Linked DNA regions of Arachis hypogaea: region 1 is linked to region 2. A link is a contact called in public Hi-C data. All regions are on one chromosome and are shown on one strand. Each heading gives the region's core, a stretch centred on a gene start, on an enhancer-like site or on the middle of the called end of the contact. The rest is flanking DNA. Distances are from core to core; before and after follow the strand shown. Region 1 has its middle 22 kb from the start of LOC112727962. Region 2 holds the start of LOC112727960 (tRNA (cytidine(32)/guanosine(34)-2'-O)-methyltransferase).

The links. A called contact is a pair of places that touch in the nucleus more often than the background predicts.
Region 1: a Hi-C map of leaf shows a contact between it and region 2, with 4 times the contacts expected there. The contact joins the enhancer-like site here to the promoter of LOC112727960 in region 2. A contact is called at or near these places in 2 of 8 Hi-C or Micro-C datasets (both in leaf).

What each region holds. Positions count from the first base shown.
Region 1 is chr12:102,956,014-102,960,704 of arahy.Tifrunner.gnm2.J5K5, forward strand. No RefSeq gene overlaps it. Among protein-coding and RNA genes, the nearest start is that of LOC112727962, 22 kb to the right of the region's middle. Within about 2 kb of position 1,263, at least 2 of the 3 cell types and tissues checked have open chromatin away from gene starts, as enhancers often do.
Region 2 is chr12:102,828,455-102,832,655 of arahy.Tifrunner.gnm2.J5K5, forward strand. It overlaps LOC112727960 (tRNA (cytidine(32)/guanosine(34)-2'-O)-methyltransferase), which reads right to left and starts at 1,367. Exons shown (of 12, transcript XM_025777919.3): 1 at 1,000-1,367; 2 at 653-710; 3 at 471-564; 4 at 23-72. The coding sequence starts at 679.

The DNA.
Region 1 (4,691 bases), core at 13-2,512, 130 kb after region 2:
GAACTGAAATATTGATTTTGATTTTAAATTTGATAAAAGTTAAAAGAGAAAAGTCATAGCGAATACCGCTATATTAATGAAAAATATACATTTTTCATCTACAAGTGCTATCTTTTTCTACGGAGGGAGTCGTGGTGGTGGAGGAGTTGGCAAAAGCAATTATGTGATGTTTTAGATAATGGTAGTTGTATTGTGGGCACAAATAAGTTTTGATCTTTTAAATCTTGTTAGAAAAAAAATAGTATTTCAAGATGTTGAAGAAGATGATAATAGGAGTAATTTAGAAATTTAATATGATTTTAATGAAATTAATAAAAAATTAATGATTGAATATTTTTGTTAAATACAATTCATTATTTATAGATATAAGAGAAAAACTCTAAACGGTCCATGACAATTACTTCGAAAGACAACGAAGTCCTTGACAAAAAAAAATACCCAACTCGGCTTCTGAGCTTTACTTTTATGGGATTGATTAGCCCCTGAGCAAAAAAAAGTCAATGTTGTTTTTTTTTTTTTTTGCACAATGGCTAATCAATCCTAAAAAAATCAGGGACCAGGTTGAGTATTTTTTTTGTCAAAGATCTCGTAGTTTTTTCGAAATAATTTTCAAGGACCGAGTTGGATATTCACTCTAGATATAATATTAGTTTAATTTTTTTCTGATCAATTTTGTCAAGGTCTAAATCTTTTATGATTAAAAATGATTATTTACTCTTTTATTTATATACAAAGAACATAAAATAATAAAAATGAAAAAATAGTCTAGATATTGAATATTACACTACTTCTTTGAAGCATCTTCTAAATAAAATTCATTTGGAATGAAATCATTAAATTTTAAAGATGAAAATATATTAATTTTCTAACCATGTACACAAAAAATTTGTCAAAATATAACTTTTAAACCTTTTTTAAGAGTATTTTTCCTATATTTAGTCATTTTTATCGAATTAATACTATCTTTTAAGAAACTTTTTTTTTTATGATTATCATTTTTGTGGATTTCAGTTTTTCGGCGTATAAATTTTTGGAGTTTAGCTAAATAGAAGAAAAATCTTTATTTCCCTCCAACATTTTTTTGTGTCAGAATTTCCCTCCAACTTAATTAGCTATAATGCTATATGAATGGTCGCCAAACCCTGCTGGGCTTCGGAAATGGACCAACAACGATCATCATTCATTAATGTGTAGCTGGGCTGGTCCATTTGCATGTAAGAAAATTGAATGGATGTTAAATTCTATCGTAGTGTGGGGAGAGCTTGGGCCCCTCATGAAACTCCTAAAAGAAATAAGTAGTGTACATGTAGAGATATAGATTAGTTCGCCCCAAAGTCTTAATTATGACATCTATTTCAAAAAAGGTTCATAAATTACACTTAATGCTTACTATATTATTTATGATATTTTATTTCAAGTAATAGCTGCCTTGTGTGATTTGAGTGGTCCTAATAAGCCGAATAAACTGTGGAGGGCCCAAATCAACTACTGAGGTTGGTAATAAATAGGCTATAGTGTTTAGTTTAAACGTTAAGTTCTCTTTTATTTATTGTTCTTTTTATTTTGGTTTTGTTTTGAGAATTTTTTAAGAAATATACGGTAAAAAAACCATCTTTTGAAATTTTATCCATAATCTTTTTAATTTTCATAATTCTAAAATATAAATTTAAATCAGTCGTTTAGACCGATCAAATAAAAAATAATAAAAAATTTGATTCAATAAACTTAAAGGACCGTCAAAATTAAAAATCTTTTCAAAACAAAAAATTGGTCAAAAACCAATCAATCGAACCGAACCATGATCTTGTTGGCTTTTACAAAATTCTCCAAAACAACCTTATTTTAGTGATAAGAAGAAAAAAAAAATCCTAAAATCCTCTATTCCTCTTGTTCTTCCCTGACCAGTATGACATAACTACTCCCAACTTGTTCTCCCACCCCGGTCTCCTTTGCTCCAGCTACTAAGCTGGCCAGTCATCCTCACTTTCTTCTTCAGTCGCCGCCACCTTTCCAAGTCCGCATCTGCTTTGCCATCATCACTTTCTTTTCTCCTCCATCGAGTTCTATCTTGCTCGCTTCTAGTAGTGGTAGTTCTCTATAGTCATTTTTTTTTTCTTTTTTTTTTTAATAGTACATTTAGTTAGTTCTTGATAGTTTTGTTCTTGTTGTTCAAATATTATTTTTTATTTAATTTTTAGTGTTATTTTTTTGTTGTTGATTGTTGTTGTATGTTCTTAATAGTTCTAATTGTTGTTGTTTGTTCTTCTTCTTCTTGTTGTTGTTTTTTTTTTTTTTTTGAAAATTAGGAGTGAGACTCGAACCCAAAATTTCTAAATAAGGATGGGGATAATATACCATTTGAACTATAACTCGTTGGCTGTTGTTTTCTATTGTTACGGCTAATTGTTGCTATTTTTTAATTTTACAGTGCTATTTGTTTATTTTATTGTTGTTTTTATGCTATATTTTGTATTCTTGTGTTTTGTGCAGCTTAAATTTTTGTATTCTATGCGTTGTGTTTTGATTATTTAATTATGGTGTTGTATTATTATTGGTTATTAGAATTAGTTTTAGTTATAAGTAAATATGTGGTAAGTTTTTTGTAGATTTTAATTATTGATGACAAACTTTAATGTTAGTATTTAATATTTAGATATTTTTTTTATTATTTGGTTTTTGAATTTCTAGTTAAAAAATTATAACATTTTAATTTGATGGTAATCAGTGGCTAAGAGAAGGGGAGGTTGAATCTTAGCTTCCTTTTTCGCAAAGTATTACTTTTACTTTTCAACAAACTTCAAGAGATATTTTCACTTTTGTCTCGTAACAAGTTGAGAGACATTTTTCATTTCGTCTCCTGAGAACCAGAAACAGAAAAAAAGCAGAGAAGAGAGAATTACACCAAGATGTATTCTAGTTCAGCTGCTAAGTGCAATGCAGCCTATATCCAGTTTCCATCACAACAGTGACGGAATTTCACTATCTTTAACAAATTACAAACACCAATTCTTTTCCTAGGATCTACCCAATCCTATCTGGGACAAATCCAGATTCTAATCCCAATCTGAATTTGACTTGGACTCAAACCAAGCTTTCAACAGCAAAGTGCTAACCCAACTTGCAAGAGAATCCCCACAGGATCATGAAACATAACATAAAGATGTACAAAGAAACTCTGAGATATCTATGGCTTTTGTTCTAATATTGCTCACTGCCTTTTACCTCTCACTGGCATTTTCTTATAAACCTCACCATATTTGCCTTTTACCATGAGACTTAGATGGACAATACTAAGAAAAACAAAACAAAATGAACACCATTGAAGGAGAAGAACTCAGGAAGCTCGGGTAAATATGAGAACTCTGTGCTTTTTTACTTACTCTCCTTGATCTCAACCCTTAGCCGTTCACCTTTAATATAGAAGGAGAAGCTTCCAAGGTTGAAACCAATTCAACCAACCCAGCAGCTTCTTCTCCAACTTTAGAGCAGCAGCGGTTCGAACAAAGAGGAGAGAGAGGGAACCTGAACCTGCTTGCATGTACCTCTCTCATTATTTCTCATGCATCTTCTTCAATTTTGGCCATTGATCTTGACTTTGACCCCAAGATTTTATTCTGAGTGTTGATGAGCATCTGACCTAGGACAGCTTCAAGCTTTTCATTTTTGCTTCTTCCCTACCTGAAACTCAGATGCTATCTTCTTCTTAGTGGAACAAAAACAGAAATAAACTTTTTACTAAGGTAGATCTGCTTCCTGACCAAGGCCAATCCTTTTCTTTTCTTGGCAACAAAATCTTGAAGCCTTTCTTCAAATCTTTCCCTTTGTAGAAAATATCTTTCTTAGTCTTTCTTCATAGCCTTTTCTCTGAGGCTTCATTTTTCTTTTATCTTCTTTGATAGATGTGACCGAAGCAGGGGAGAGAAAAGAGAAAAGGAAGGAAGCTTTCGGTGGAAGCATTAAATAGAATTAAACCAAATTGAATTCCCACTTCCATTACCCAAGACATAAAGTAACATGTAAGACTTTTGGTTACCAAGGAATGAAGTTAATTGAGTTGAGATTTGGGTTCCAGTAACCAAGACATGGAGCAACCGAAGCATGCTTTGAAATCCTTGGGCCATTTCTTTCTTTTCTTTTGATTTGTCAAAATTAGTTCATGGGCTATTGATTTGGATTTGTCTCTATCTCAATATTCAGCCACTTGATTGGTTTAGTTTTGTACAAGGCTAAATTAATTCATTGATCAAAGTGGGCTTGTTTAGCTTTTTGGCCCATTATGAAAACTGATTTTCCTGCACACTAACAAAAATATTACACAAACCATTGGAAGTAATTAAATAAACACTTAATAATTCTTTCTAATAATGTTTGTTCATCATATTAATTTTGACATAAGTTTTCCAAACTCAACAATCTCTCCCTTGATAACAAATATTATTAAATACAATTGGAAGAATTAGGATAGATAACTTCCCTTTGAAATTTTGCCAAAAACTCTCCCTTTCTTTTATTCAATGTGCTCCCCCTTTATGTCTGCCTGATTAACAAAATATTTCAAGAAAGCAAATACTGTGTACAAGCTCCAAAGAGTTCCTAAATAATAAAATTTCAAGAATTTGCAATCTTTAAGACCGAGCCATATTTTCACAAGAAAATGCTTATCACACACCTTAATTATCAAACACCTTAAT
Region 2 (4,201 bases), core at 117-2,616:
GATCATTTCCAGTCACTAGTACCTGACTCCAGCTACCTGGGGCAGCACATAAATCTACAACACGCTTCACTCCTGCCAGAATTTGAATTTGTTTCACATAATGTAATACATACATAGAAATAAGGAATCACAATGCCATATCAATCTGTAGTAGACTCAAGTACAAAACCAAATTTTAATTGAAAACATTTCATTATTTCTTAGACAAGAACAAGTAAGAAATCCATCTATCCCAAGAAGTCACATGAAAAAGGAGTGTAAGTAAGTCACTTGTCTATTGTTGACTTCAATTTCTATTTACTGGGCTAACACATAATGGGGTAATGACATTATCAAACTCATGAATACAGGACAGAGGGCAATACCATCCATACAAAAACATATTAATAAAACAACTTAAAAAGAAAACTGAAAAATTCACCTAGCTAGTTAACATTCATGTCCCTTGAATAACCAATTAAAACACGCACCTTCAAAAATGTTGAACTCCTCATCTATCTGAAGGAGTTTAAAGGCACTTCGAGCACGCCAACCTTCTTCTTTTGCTTTCCGGTAATATATATCCTGCAAAAGCCAATTCAGCTAAACATATAAGGGAAGCCCAAAAACACAAACAGCAAATTCAGAAAGTGGGAACCAATCTCTACAATACCCTCTTATCCCTTGATGCTTTGCCCATAATTTATCTCTCACTTTCCAAACTGCTAATCCTGAAAAGCAAAAACAACAAATACCATAAAACACACATAGACACATAAAGGCATTTCATCAAACACCTTATTTGCATAACAAAAGGAAAACAACAATAACAACAACAAGACACCATAACGAACTAGATTGTTTTTATGACCTTTAATTTTGATTGGGTTGCTTTTGCTCATGTTTTTGCTTTTTATCTTTAATTTATATATTTTTTAAAAGATTTATCCAAAACACCCCCATTATTTACAACAACAATAATAACAACAATGGGCTTTTAGAATTAAAATAAAGGTTTACCAGTTAGCTGCTCCGCTGCTGGCAATGAACAACCACGGGCTAGTGGCCAGCGGCAGCAACCGTCAACGATGACGGAAACGAGAGAACCAGATGTATCCGGTGTGACGGTGCGGTGATCGACGGCGAATCGTATTGGTGACTGGTGAGGCTGCGAAACTGCGAAACTGCGAATTGTGGTAGACTGATGGTGACTTATATGGCTGGCTGGCTGGTGGTTAGTGGTGGCCGTCGGACGTGGCTGACCGGCCGAAGAACGGACGAGGCAGTGAAGCACGAAGAAGAAGAATGCCGGGGAGGCGGGGAGTGGAAGCTGTGTGTGCCGGTGCCCTAATCCTCCTAATTTTTTAATTCTGGTTCAACCGGACCGTGTCCACTGACTCGAGCCTTGGTTTTATCTTTAGCCGGGTCTAGATTTTTTTTATATCGGATTTAGACGGATCCAAATGAATTCGGACAAAATTTGACTCAAACCAATTGGGTATGGACGGAACCTTTGGACTAATCTGGGCCATGAACAACCCTAAGCAGAATCAAGAAAGAAAGAGAGGCCTGACCAAAAACTATAAAAGAAAGAAGGAAGCTTCTTTTTTTTATATGTCCAAGAGAACTTTGGGCTTTTGGCAATGGCGGTGGTGGAAGTGGAAATGGAAGATATGGCTGCTCTAGCAGTGAATAATAATCAGCCAAACTAGTTTCTTAATGACCAAATGAACCGGCTTTAAAAAATAATAAACCTACTTTGAAAATAACTAGTCTCATAAAAACTAATTTTTGTCGTCATGTGACATATTTTTTAATAGAGAGTTGATATTGTTCCAAAATAATAATATTAGAATCGAGGTGTCTTTTTTATTTATAATGAATTCGTATTGTTCTTTATGAAAATAGTCGACGATTGAGTTGGGTTTTTGTTTAAAATATACCATTCGTATTTAAGAAAAATATTTTATATATTACTTTTGTGCATATATTTTTTACAAAACATAATTGATAAAAATAAAAAAATAAATTATTTTTTATGCCATAAAATTAAAAAAATATTAGATGATCAGTATAATTTATAACTTTTAATTAGTAGTTAGTTATTAATATTTAAAATTGTGAATTAAAAATATAATATTAGATTATTAAATTAAAAAAAATTGAATCGGTGACCAAAAACAATAAAAGTATAAAAAAAAAATAGTGTAAATATAATTTCTTCAAATTGAATATTCTCCGTGAACCGTGGTGAAATAATAGCATAACTGCATAAGGAATGGGTTCACCAATTCCAGCATTCCAAGTATGGAAATTAATCCAAAGAGAATTATGTTTCCCCATTTCTGAATCATTCCTTTGTAAATGTAGCAGAACCTTAGTATATAGAGTAATTAGTTATTTTATATTATAAAAAATTTAGATGCTGACAAAATTGATCAGAAAAATTGAACATAAAATGATATCTATATAAGATAAGTTTTGTTCGACAAAAATAACTAATTTTTAAATTTTTATTAATAATTTCGTAAATATCATTTTCTATCTTAAATCGATTCATTCTTTTTCTATCCTTATAGTTGCTGTCATTTACCGGCTACCATATCTCCTTCGAAAAGTCTCTAAATTTTGCTACAATGGCTCGAATTTCAACAACAATCGCAGCAACTACTCGTTTGCTCTCCACTGGTACTATCACATTCATTATTCATCTATTTATCTATTTGTATCCTTTTGTGTAGGTCACTGATTTAGTTTTCATTTTGTATTTGTTGCATCTGAGCGGGGGTAGTGTTGCTGCAGCTATTGGAGTTCGAGCCATTCTAGCAAAGTTCAAAGACTTTTTGGAGGAGGTATGATAGGCGGCGATAATTGTAGGAAGAGAAAGGGAATGACTTAATTTAGGATAAGGGAGGGGTATTAGTTGCAGAATTATCAATAAAAATTTAAGGATCAATTATTTTTGTCGAAAAAAATTTATCTTATATAAGTATAACTTTAATTTTAATTTTTTATGGTTAGTTTTGTCAGCGTCCAAATTTTTTATGGTCATAAATAACTATTTACTCCTAGTGTGTGTGTGTGTATATATATATATATATATATATGAGTAATGTTAGGTAACCAAAATATTATAGACAATAAACAAAGATATATCATTAATAATATTTGCATTGATAAGAAAGTGTAAATCACTCTCCTAACTTAATTAATACAATAATTTCTTTCTATAACTATCTTCCATCATTAATTACACCAAAAGTCAATTTTAAATTTAATGTGAACCATATCTCAGAAAATTCTCTTTCTTTATTACATTCATAATTCTATAATTTTTTCTCAAATAAAAATTTTTAAATTCTTATATTTTTAATTCTAAAAAAATTTCAAATTACCTCAATACATTTTACAAAAAATAAAAGCATCTTAAATTTGGACAAATGACTAAAATAAATCATTTGGGTCTCAAATTTACCGAAATACAACTTTTGTATATTGCATACGCAAATGTAATTTTTTACTAAACTATATAGACCGCGAGAGGGTCCCATGAATTCCAAATGTACATAAACCGCTATACCCCTCCAGCGGTTTGTATTAAGATGCAAAATGGCTAGAAACTATCGCAGCAACACCCGCCACATTTCTCAACGTTGAACTTGGAAGCCATCGGCCAGTAACCGAACATAGATCCCAACTGGTATGCAACATCCTGCAGCGTGATGGTGCACTGCCCGAATGACATATGAAAAGTGTGTGTGTCTCAAAACGCCACCTCTCGATGAATGAATGCGCTGAATAGGGGCTTATCCAACCAGAACCATCTCGTGTTGAGCCTCGCCAGGTGGTACAAACTAACCCTCTCTAAATAGGGTATGATCCTGTCATGTAGAGGCATATTCTGTTACCTCCGGACACTATAAATACACCTACTTGACTATAGCATGTGAGAGAAATAACCAAACTAAATGAAATTCCATCACTAACAAGTTTAACCCATAGATTATAACCGGAGACAGATACTAAACTTATAATTTTAAATTTAAATTTATAAAACTTAAATATACGACTCAAATCTTTAATTTAAAATAATCAAATACTAAACTTATAATTTTAAAATTTAAGAACATAAAATACAACCATTAGATTCTATTTACAAAATTTAATCTTTAAATTTTAAACCCTAAACAACTAAAATTATAATATTAAAATTTAAACTTAC